2 separate regions of the Hordeum vulgare genome follow, and region 2 is linked to region 1. The links are chromatin contacts, called in public Hi-C maps. All regions are on one chromosome and are shown on one strand. Each heading gives the region's core, a stretch centred on a gene start, on an enhancer-like site or on the middle of the called end of the contact. The rest is flanking DNA. Distances are from core to core; before and after follow the strand shown.

The links. Hi-C and Micro-C count contacts between places; a contact is called where the count stands out from the background.
Region 2: a contact with region 1 is called in a Hi-C map of leaf, with 3 times the contacts expected there. The contact joins the promoter of LOC123403745 here to the promoter of LOC123404400 in region 1. A contact is called at or near these places in 3 of 6 Hi-C or Micro-C datasets (leaf and seedling).

The regions. Positions count from the first base shown.
Region 1 is chr6H:401,805,958-401,811,767 of MorexV3_pseudomolecules_assembly, reverse strand. It overlaps LOC123404400 (iron-phytosiderophore transporter YSL15-like), which reads left to right and starts at 4,408. Exons shown (of 8, transcript XM_045098324.1): 1 at 4,408-4,618; 2 at 4,727-5,152; 3 at 5,255-5,424; 4 at 5,686-5,783. The coding sequence starts at 4,759.
Region 2 is chr6H:402,028,462-402,034,353 of MorexV3_pseudomolecules_assembly, reverse strand. It overlaps LOC123403745 (probable serine/threonine-protein kinase PBL19), which reads left to right and starts at 2,094. Exons shown (of 4, transcript XM_045097657.1): 1 at 2,094-2,869; 2 at 3,702-3,962; 3 at 4,611-4,733; 4 at 4,828-5,629. The coding sequence starts at 2,444. The coding sequence ends at 5,382. The region is part of intron 6 of LOC123403746 (poly(U)-specific endoribonuclease-B-like); the gene reads right to left.

The DNA of each region.
Region 1 (5,810 bases), core at 3,159-5,658:
TCGATGCAAGGCTGGGATTATTTGACCATCGAGCACAAAATAGGGCGTTGTGTGCGGTCTTGTTCAAGATGTTGATAGCAACAAACTCCCCAAAACTTCACTTGAAGACAAGGCATGGAAATCGGGTCTTTGATGAATCACGAAAGACATAACTTTGTTGAATGGCATGATGGCCTAGAGGAACTTGTGCTTGACCCAACTGTCATCCATATCCTTGCTCCCATGATCACTGAGAGAGACAACAAGGGTGGTCAATCTCCGATAGAGCTCTCTTGGGTATTTGTCTTCATTCATCACGAACTCATTGTCTTCATCAAGGACCACCTCAAAGTTGCATCGTTCAATGCTTGAGCTTCCCTTGTACACAGAGTTAATGTGTGCCCATGTATCTTTGGCAATGGTTAACAGACGCAAGTGGGAGAGCTCTTTGGGTGGAATGGCAGATTGAAGAATGAACAAAGCAGAAGCATTGAGTTGGGTATCCACTTCTTCTCTTGGAGTCATGTTGTTTGGATCATGAGGGTGAAAGCCTTGCTCGATCACCCTCCACAATTGTGTTGAGCTATGATACAAATGAGATTTGATATGAAAAAATCGATTAGGAAAGTTAGCCAAATAAAGCTTGGGTGGGGGCCTGTTAGGGTTAATATGAGGTGAGGGAACCGATCCACCATAGGACGGGGGATAAGAAACCATAGCATGGGTGTACGATCCATTTAATCCATGAGAGGATTTCGGTATCTCGGTACTAGCTGTTTCCTTGATAGAATCGACATCCATCTTTGTATGGAATGGATTAACCAAATCCTTCGGATCGGTGGGGAGTTTAAGACTCTCAAGGAAAAAATTTAACGTGTCCTTGACCTCGTCCACCATGGGTGATTCGAGAGACGCAATGGCCTCATTCAAATCATCACGGGTGACTTCGGTCATGAAGGCGGTCACGAAGTTATCCCCTCCATCACTCGCTTTGCCAACCATACTTTTCGGGCGGTTAAGCCCTTAAAAGAGACGTAGTTCCGACACAAATTGAAAGGATCAATATGGTTGACTGGAGGGGGGTGAATAGGCAACTATCAATTTTTAGCCTTTCTTAACAAATTATGTTTAGCAACAAATAGGTATTCTATCTATGCAACTAGGTGAACAACCTATATATGATGCAAGATACAACAAAAATACAAGCAATCAAATGATACAACAAGTAAAGCTTGCACAAAGTAAATGTAAGAGATAACCACAAGTGGAACCGATGGAGATGAGGACGTGTTACCAAAGTTCCTTCCCTTTGAGGTGAAGTACGTCTCCGTTGGAGCGGTATGGAGACACAATGCTCCCCAAGAAGCCACTAGGGCCATCGTATTCTCCTCACGCCCTCACACAATGCGAGATGTCATGATTCCACTAGTGGTGCCCTTGAAGGCGGCGACTAAACCTTTACAAACAAGGTTGGGGAAATGTCCACAACTTAATTGGAGGCTCTCAACACCACCAGGAAGCTTCACCAAAACGGATTTTGGCTCCGAGGTGACCTCTACCATCTAGGATGCTCAAACACCAAAGAGTAACAAAATCCACACAAGAAAGTATGGGGGAATCAATTTTCCGTTCGTGGAAGTGTAGATCTGGGTCCCCCCTTCAATCCCTAGCAAATCAACAAGCTTGAGTGTCTAGAGAGAGAGATCGGGCAAGAAAGCTTGAAGGGCGTTAACGGAGGAGAGAGATAGGTAAGAGGTAAGAAGGTAGGTGGAAGAACCACCCCCGTATATAGTGTCCCCCAAATCCAACCGTTAAAGAAGTGTTTACACTGCGGCGATACAACCAGTATGTGTACCGGTACAACTCCCAAACAGGGATACCCTGCAGAAAATCCTACCGAGAGATACAACTGGTGACATGGGCGGTGGTACCGGTTGCAACCAAGAACCGGAACAACCTCTCCACCACCGCTTTACAACAAAGAGGAGTCACCCTCGAGCGATAGTTGAGACGATGGTTGCACCGGTGCAACCGCTAGGACCGACCACGGGCGGTGGCTAAGTCTCGAGTGGTACAACTGCTCCACACACCAGTAGTACCGGTCAAAACAAGTTGACCAAAACAACCGGGCCACCACCGCCCAAGAACCGCTCCAAAACAGAACCCGGTCCAGTGGTAGGGCGGTACTGGACCGATACAACCGCCTGAAGCTACTCTCCAGGGTTGGCCATATCCTAAGCGGTACAACCGCCCGATGGCAACGGTACAACCGCTCGCATCAACCAGAGAGCAGCAACCCGAGGGTATCACCCCTGGGGCGGTAGTTGCACCGGACGTACCAGCCTAGCGGTACAACCGCTTGGGAGTAAAAGCTACTGCTTTGGTAAGAGTTTGAGGACTTCTCTCTCAATGAGCGGAAGATTATGAGGTGGGTGAAGAAGGAATGCGTACGTGCATTGATTCACAAAATACCTTCTCATGAGGATTACCTCTTAATAGTACATGTTTCCTACGACTAAAGAAGTAAACACGTAGAAAACACCGTCTTCGATCTTTTTCGTCCGGAGGGAATGCCTAATCGTCTTGTACCAAACAAAGTGTAAGTGGAGAACTTGACGCACAATTAGACCATAATGTGAGTTGTCATCATCACCAAAACACTAAGGCGAAAAATGCCCTAACATGGGGCTCGACGGTTCGACGCTGGCCATCGTGCCAGGGGAGGGAGGGGGAGAGGAGGGAGGGGGAGGGAGAGAAGGGACATCGTCGGAACTCTCTTCTTACTCTTTGTTGAAACAGTTGTTTAGTAAAGAAGGGCCTTTGTTTATACCGCAATAGCCAGCGAACGTTCGCTTGGAGGGATAGACATTTGCCAATGTTTTACATGGCAAGTTTAGTCGTGGAGGGTTGACAGTTTGTTCAGAAACGCATATCATTTTTTTGGAAGAAAATAACTTTTGCGGCAAAAATAAGGGCAGAATTTGCCATCTCACAACACCTGAAACTGCCCAAACAAAAACCTTCGCTTGCCACCCCTTGCTGGCTAACGTTTGCGAGATAACATTACAAGTTTGTTCTAAAAAGAAAATATGGTCCTTCTAAATAGAAATATTACCAAAGTCAGCAGGCCCGGATTATCCTGCTAATCCAATAGTATTCTGGAATTTCTAGATTGCCCGAGTATGGATCAAATGCAGCCGCTTCTTTTCTTTGACCGAATCTCGTGTTCCCTTTGCACCCAGCGGCAAGATTATCGCTCACAGACCACCACTACTTTTCTTACTCCTTGGCAACTCCTGCTTAGTGCTTGGTGCCTAAACTTGTGTTTTGAAAGGCCCTTGCCACTTTAAACTGAAGGATTATGTATTTCTTTTAGCCAAGGTCAACTGGAGCACATCATATTGTACGTGCCAAAATTGCCATCCCATAGGTAAGGCAAAAAGCGGCATGAAGCAGGCGTATTGTTGTGCTGTAGATACAGTACCAATTCCAAGCTGCCTATACAAACCTTGTTTTCTTCCGTTGACTTGCTAAAATCTACTATTGTAATATATATTTTTTTGAAAGAAAAGGGTTACCAATCCCATTTTATTAAAATGAAGCAGCCAAACAACCAAGACCAACAACTAAACCGAAAAGCATCCAACCCAGGCACAAACACTCAGGAAATCTACTATTGTAATATTCGTCACATTATTCTGTTTGACAACTGATTGGATGTGAACCTTTTATGCTTGTATCATCTTGATGCGACGTTAAGAGGTATTAAAATCTCCCTTTATCGAAACAAAATTCCTAACTTATCAGAGTTGAAGGGGTTGCCACTGATATGTACATCTCTCCAAATAAAATTTGGGAAATGCAACTGACTTTCGTAATAATTCCGATGCAAGAATAACTTTCAGTTGGTTCGAGAGAGTTGGTTTGTTCATCACAATTGCAGTTTGTATATATGGTTATCACAAAAGAATGTTCCCATTTTGGTGTGAATACAATAGATTCTTTAGATCTTTTATAATTTGAGATATGGCCACACCTGATTTCCCAGCATGATCAATAGGTGATTTCCCCAATACATGTTTTTAACTGCCTAATACATTTCATTAGCACTTCGGAATTAATGAAGCTTAAGACATGATGGCACGAAAAGTGCCGGCACTGATAGTCTCCCATCCTTGCTTGTTCCTTTCTTTAACAACTCTCTTTGAGTCCGACAGCTTACACACAGTTCTTTTTTGGAGGTAGTCTTGGTACACACTGATAAGACAGTTTCCTACTAGTTTATCAGTGATCCAGAGTCAAACAAACCCGCGAATAGGACATCCCGTAACACTTCCGCCGATCACCTTCGGATGGACCACCGATGTAAATTTGGGCCGCAGCTCCATCATCTTTAGTACTTGGTCAGGAACATCCGCTTACACCATGAATAAATAAGAGGGTGGACTTTTCCCAATGATTCTCTCTATAAAACCATGGCATCGGCCATGATTAACATCATAATCTCACCGCAAAAGCACACGGTTCCAGCTCGCCTCGTGGGCGGAAACGGGGAACGACTTCCTGGAAGCTGCGGCCTCCAGTGATTCTTCTTCCACGGTACAGTGATCAGTCGACCACTACGACCTTGATCGTTGAGGTGAGCGATGCTTCCTGCCAGTTCTTGCTCGAAAATGCTGGCCAGACTTTGGTCTTGGTGTAAAGATATCTTTCTGTTCTCGTTTAATTTTGCTTCCTGCTACGGTAGCAGCAGCTGCGGAGGCAAGAAGCAGAGCCACCATGGACATCGTCGCCCCGGACCGCACGCGGATCGCGCCGGAGATCGACAGGGACGAGGCCCTGGAGGGCGACAGGGAGTCGGACCCGGCGCTGGCGTCGACGCGCGAGTGGCAGCTGGAGGACATGCCACGGTGGCAGGACGAGCTGACGGTGCGGGGCCTGGTGGCGGCGCTGCTCATCGGGTTCATCTACACCGTCATCGTCATGAAGATCGCGCTCACCACGGGGCTGGTGCCCACGCTGAACGTCTCCGCCGCGCTGCTCTCCTTCCTGGCGCTCCGCGGGTGGACGCGCCTGCTGGAGCGCTTCGGCGTCGTGTCCCGCCCCTTCACGCGGCAGGAGAACACCATCGTCCAGACCTGCGGCGTGGCATGCTACACCATCGCGTTTGCCGGTTAGCACAACATTATTCCTGGCCATGCATGCATGCCATTGCCATGACGCCGGTCTCTGTATAGTTGTTGATCGATTGGTCTTTGTTACTGGCGCGCTACAGGTGGGTTCGGGTCAACCTTGCTGGGCCTGAACAAGAAGACGTACGAGCTGGCCGGTGACTCGCCGGGCAACGTGCCCGGAAGCTGGAAGGAGCCAGGGATAGGCTGGATGACGGGGTTCCTCCTCGCTTGCAGCTTCGGGGGCCTCCTCACTTTGATTCCCCTGAGACAGGTCTCTTTCTTCTGGCTTTACTTCAGTTCTTCCAACATCTCGTGTGCACTTTTTTTTTGGAATTTATGTGCACTGTGTTGCTACGTTACACGTTACATACTAACATTAAACTAGCTCAGCCACACCGGATATATACACGGTTGTATTTTAACTTTAGAATTGATAAAAATTTAAGAAGGTAACACAATTCGTTAGGCGTTAGACAATTGCGCCTTTTTTCATCTGTCTTGACCACTCGATGATTTGATATAATGTGTTCAGGTACTGGTCGTCGACTACAAATTAGTTTACCCAAGTGGGACTGCAACTGCTATTCTTATAAACGGGTTCCATACCGATCAAGGGGACAAGAATTCAAGGTATGTACATTTTGACCTTTCAGTCAT
Region 2 (5,892 bases), core at 845-3,344, 220 kb before region 1:
CGCAAAACCCGTTTTTCGCGAACTGTAAACGACATTTACGGGTCAGGAGTATACAAGGTCTGCTAGAGATGCTCTTCGTACAAAGTTGAGACTTATTTTGAAACACGGGGATCAATTTTATAGGATCCCATGTTACTCAGTACACAATTCCTTTCATGAAAAAAAAGCTCACCAAGCGACTAAGTATGAAAGAGTAGGAGCATTTTCTTGGGACAAAGGCGGATGCCCTACAACAATGACATGTTTTATTATAAGAGAATGGCTTCTTCTATAAAGAAGATGTCATTTTTATTATAAGAGGATGGCATTTTATATCATGGCATTTTATATCGTCGCATTTATTATAAATTTGTCATGCATGATTTATATATGATGGCATTTTTTATTTTTTTTACTAGCGGTTATACATGAAAATCTTTTTTGAGACGTGGTACTTTATTATTATTTTCTATCTTATTTTATTTACTACCTAGTGGGCTGTAAGGCCTGGTAAAAAGGACTGACTGGGCTAGGCTGGGTTGTCCCCTCGCCCCCTCCCCCAGCAATTAGACGACAGATAAAGTGAAATCCCTAATTGATGAGTACATCCTCTATCACAGTTTAAAAGACATGCACCTGTATTTAGGTTATTAATTTAATTTATATAAAATATATTATTTAATATAAAAATTATATCATTAAAAATAGAACATCTAAAGTTTCTAATGATATATTTTTTGTAATATATACCTTTTATTAAGTTGATCAAATTAACAACCTAGATACATGTGCCGCACTTGTAAACTGAGACAAAGGGACTACTTCTTTTAGAGATAACTCCCACCTTCCAAGGCTGCGACAAGTAACGCATTGTATGTGTGCCACTTGTTGCAACCTCGAAGTTTTCCTTTTTTTCATAGATCCATATTTTTAAAATGTTTTATCTTTTAAACCTTGCGTTCAAATGTCAAACCGTTTTCACCATTGGATTCCTCGCATTGAGATCATCAAAACTAAATCCCATGTTGACAGGTTTGACGAACTTTTGTTTTACCAGAAAAACCGAACAAAAAACATACATCTCGCGAAATTTTTCATTTCTAGCCGTGCTTCTCGCGGAAGCAAAACCGTGCCTCTCACGAAAGAAACAAAAACAAAAAACACATTTTTTTCGCAGATGCAAATCCGTGCCTCTTGCGGAAGAAAAACCGTGGTTCTCACGAAAGAAATAAAAAAGCAAAAACACATTTTTTTACACATTTGTTTTGTTTACGAGAGGCACGTCGCAAAAGCAAATACATGCCCCTCGCGAAAGGAAAATCGTTCCTCTCGCCAAGGAAAAAAAACAGAAACGCATTTTTTTAGAGAGGTACTCTTGCAAAAGCAAAACCATGCCTCACCGAAGAAAAAACGTACCTCTCACGAAGGAAAAAAAAAATGGAAAACACTTTTTTGTCTTTTAGAGCCACAGATGTACCTCTCGCGGAAGCAAATCCGTGCCATTGGTGCAAGAAAAACCGTGCTTTTTGCGCGGGATAAAGAAAACACGTTTTTTCACGAAAAAAATAATTTTTTATCCTAAAGCTAAGAAAGACAGGTAAAAACTGAAACACCAAAAAATTACCTCAAAAATCCACCTAAAAAGTCAAAAACACGTGTTAAAATATAAATAAAAACTAAAGGGAATGCTCAGAACGTGACATGTGGCCGTGGCCGAAAACGTGACAAATGATGACGTGTGGAGTGATTGTTATAAAGCTTTCGAAGAAGCATTCGCCAACTAGTTGCTCTGCAGATAAAGGGTCAAGAAAACCCAGATAAAGGGGTAAAAAAATCAAATACCTAGCCCTACACACATTAATTAACTACTACTGGGTGGGTTACCCTTAAAAAAACTACTAGGTGGGGTACTTATTTTTTAGGGAAGATAATACTACGATGACTGGGTTGGCACATAGCAAAAACACGTGGGGTCAAAGCCATCCCTTCGATTTGCAAGGGCTACCCCCACCCGTCTCCTCTCCGGTCGCCATCGGAGACCATTCCGTTTGACTGATACGGTACGACCAGCCATGCCTAGTTCGTGTAAGTGTAACTCTGTTCAGAAACTTAGGCACGCAATCCGTAGTCTTCACACACATCGTTTTCTGCTTCCTTTCTTCCTACGCTTCACAGCGTAAAACCAACACCAAACCAAAATTCGAAACTTAGGTTGGAGGAAGGTTGGTGAAATTCATCGTTTGTTCCCCACGAAAAAGCAGAGGCTCCTTGGTGGCGCCATGCAGCCCCCCATTCTCTTCTCGTGCCAAACGATTCCGCGTCGGTTTTATTGACTTTCCCCGCGGCGGCTTTGTGCCGCGCGGTGCCGTGGTTCCTGGGCTCCATTCCCCTCGTGGTTGGAGCTGTCGGGGTACGAGGCCACCACCGGCCGAGATCGTAGCAAAGCTTCCGTTCTCCGGGGGAAATGGGTTGCCTCGGCCGCTTCAGGAGCAAGATCAGGACGGGCAAGGGCAAGAGACCGCATGGGAGGCCGGTGCCGGCGCCGGGCGCGTCCTTCACTTCCGAGGCCACCTGCTCGACGGCGTCGTCGTCGGCCGCGGCCACGAGCCAGTCCCAGTCCCAGGACTCGGGCGCGACCGTGAGGCCCGGCGGGAGCAAGTCGTCGGGGTCGGCGCGGAGCATCCCGGAGCTGTACGAGGAGCGGGGCGCGAGCAGCCTCCGCGAGTTCGGGCTCCGGGAGCTCCACGCCGCCACCAGCGACTTCAGCCGGCTGCTCAAAATCGGCGAGGGCGGGTTCGGGAGCGTCTACAAGGGGGTCGTCCGCCTGCCCAGTGGCCCCGCCGGCGGCACCGTGGTGGCCATTAAAAGGCTCAACACCAGCGGCCACCAGGTACTCCATTTCTATTTCCATGGTTAAAATTGGAGAGGGATTTCATTCGCTGGTCTTCTTCTCTTGTTCTTCTTTCTTTCATTCACGTTCTTCGTCATCGTAGGTTGATCCAGTGTAAAGATCTAGCCCGGATTTAATTTAACCCAATACTTTACTAGCAGTACGTGCCAATTGCGACTTATAGTAGCAGCTCGTCGCGTGCTGGCTTTCCAAATTTGGACACGGTTTGCACTATTGTCCCAGTTGTTGTAGTTAATTGATCTCTGTGGCCTAAGGCTGCAATCCTTCTGATGATATGCAATATGCGAACATAATGACACTATGCGTAGTTGCGTACTTTTGATAGATCATGTGGGTCTTTTAGGCTAGATGAGTTCGGTATGAGTAGTGGTTTATTACCTTGTGGTGCACTCGATAAGCTCCCTTCGTAGTCCATCGTGAGGTGGTGACGACGGTGGGGAAGGAAAGAGATGTGGTAGCGGCGGCGGTGGACTTCCCATCGCTTCAGTGCTACCCTCTAGATCGGATTAGGGTTAGGAATGGGGAACCAGTGGCGGCGACAAACCTCGTGTTTTGTGCCGTGGTCCCCACCTCCTCTATATATCACTCGCGGCAGGGGCCCACCAGCCTTGCTTGGGCTGGACGCCCCCGATCAGGACGTGAGTCAAGGTTTCAAAGGCCCATTGGGGAAGAGATCAATCTAACAACTTTCAGTAATGTTGTTGCATTGTAGTAGTATCATTATATTGTCTGGCTGTTTGCTACTAGGAGCCAAGGATTCGTTCAGTACTTGTATTTGACTTCATTTTGTCTCACTACCAACCTTGACCAGGGTCATAAGCAATGGCTGGCAGAAGTTCATTTTCTAGGGGTTGTCGAGCACCCGAACCTCGTCAAGCTCATCGGTTACTGTGCTGCCCGTAACGAACGAGGTCCTCAGAGGCTGCTTGTCTATGAGTTCATCACCAACAAAACCCTGGATGATCATCTATTCAATCGAGCATACCCTGTTCTTCCATGGGGAGTCAGGTTGGAAATAGTATTTGGTGCTGCTCAGGGTTTGATGTATCTCCATGAAGGCCTGGAGGTTCAGGTACAGCTTGCCAACTTATCGCAACATCCTTTCAGTGTGAGAATACTGCATCAAGAATGAGTCCAACGATGTATGACTGTTTACAACTTAGTTTGGAACTTGAACCATACCTGATTTGCAAATAATAGGGAGTGAAAATGCATAAATTCGTGTAGTACCACATCCTATTGGTAAATAATGGAATTTTTGCAAGTCAGAATAGCTGTGGATATCAAGATACCTTGATATTCCTTCCGTCTCAAAATAACTGTCTCAACTTTGTACTAGCTCTAGTACAAAATTGTACTAAGCTTAAGACACTTATTTTGGGACGGATGGAGTAGTAGTTAATTCATTGTATTGATGAATCCAATCGATCTGATCATAACTTGGATGGATACAGTACTTATTCCATGTTGCTTCAACTACTTATGCAAGTTAAAACGTTTGTGCTAAAGCATTAATTTCTGGATGAAATAATGTTGTGCAGTGATCATACTAATTGAACTAATAGTTGAGAGAAAATGGATGTCATGAATATTATTTCCTGTTTGTTAAGGGAAGGATTATAAAACAAGTCTTATCTCCAACCTTCAAGGTTTTGATTTTACTTAGGAAAATAACATAGAAATGACATCTTTTTTATGATCATTTCATGGAATTTTTTAGATCATATATCGTGATTTCAAAGCTTCCAACGTTCTGCTGGATGAGGAGTTTAGACCGAAACTTTCAGACTTTGGATTAGCAAGGGAAGGGCCATCAGCAGATCAAACTCATGTGTCTACAGCGGTATGTCTTAGTTTTACTTCAGAGCAAGATAATGGAGTTTGCTCATGCTGCATGAATATTTCCTTATGAGAACAATTTGCTCTATCATAATCAGGTTATGGGGACTTACGGTTATGCGGCTCCAGACTACGTTGCGACAGGCCATCTCACCACCAAGAGTGATGTTTGGAGCTTTGGAGTAGTACTCTATGAGATCCTCACCGGACGACGTTCTATGGAAAAGAACCGCCCCAAGAATGAGCAGAAATTGCTGGAATGGGTGAAGCAGTATCCTGTCGGAAGTAAGCAGTTCAGCAAGATTATAGATACAAGACTCGAAGGCCGTTACTCTAGGCAGGGAACTAGAGAAATTGCTAAGTTGGCCAACACCTGCCTTGCAAAGCGCTCAAGGGACCGTCCAACCATGAGACAGGTAGCTGACAGCCTAAAGCAAGTGATGCAGCTCAAGCAGTTGGATGGCGAAAGTCTCACATCAAGGGACAACTCGCCACCTCATGATGTCCAGGGTAAGCCAACAGCAGACGATATTGCCGTGGCTTCAGCAAGGCGGCGGATGCTTCACCTTGCTGCTCTAGGTGAAAATGGAAACAGCATCGCAAGGAGGAGATTCATGTTCATGAAGGCTGCCGCTGCTCCAACTCCAACATGATCTTCTGTAACAATTAATGTCTTAGACTCCGTGTACATTGTAATGCGTCTATGGAAAAAATTCCATTAATGGTGATTTTCCTCCTCATCAGTGTACAAGCTTTAGAAGATCTAATGTTTTGTTTACTACTCTTCATACGTAGTTCTTTAGGTTGAGTTGCATATTTGGAACTTGGGAGTTTCTGATGTGAAGGGTTGTCTATAGTACCAATGCAGGTATGAAATGTAAGTCTATTTTCTATGTTTAACCGTGTATCCAACCTTGTAGAGTAGACATTGAAAATGCCGGCGTCTTGTTTCTGCAGTTGCTAGCCAGATATTTGAGGTCTGATAACGGTAAATGGCACTTTGCTGTTATGTTATTGACTGCTGATTTTCAACATGTCAAGATGTGAAAGAGATATTATTTGTATACCTCCTCCTTTAACATACGGATTTGTGGACGGGTCGACCGCAGATCAAGAAGGGCCATGGCCTAGGCTAATGGTCCATATTGCACTTGGTGGACGCG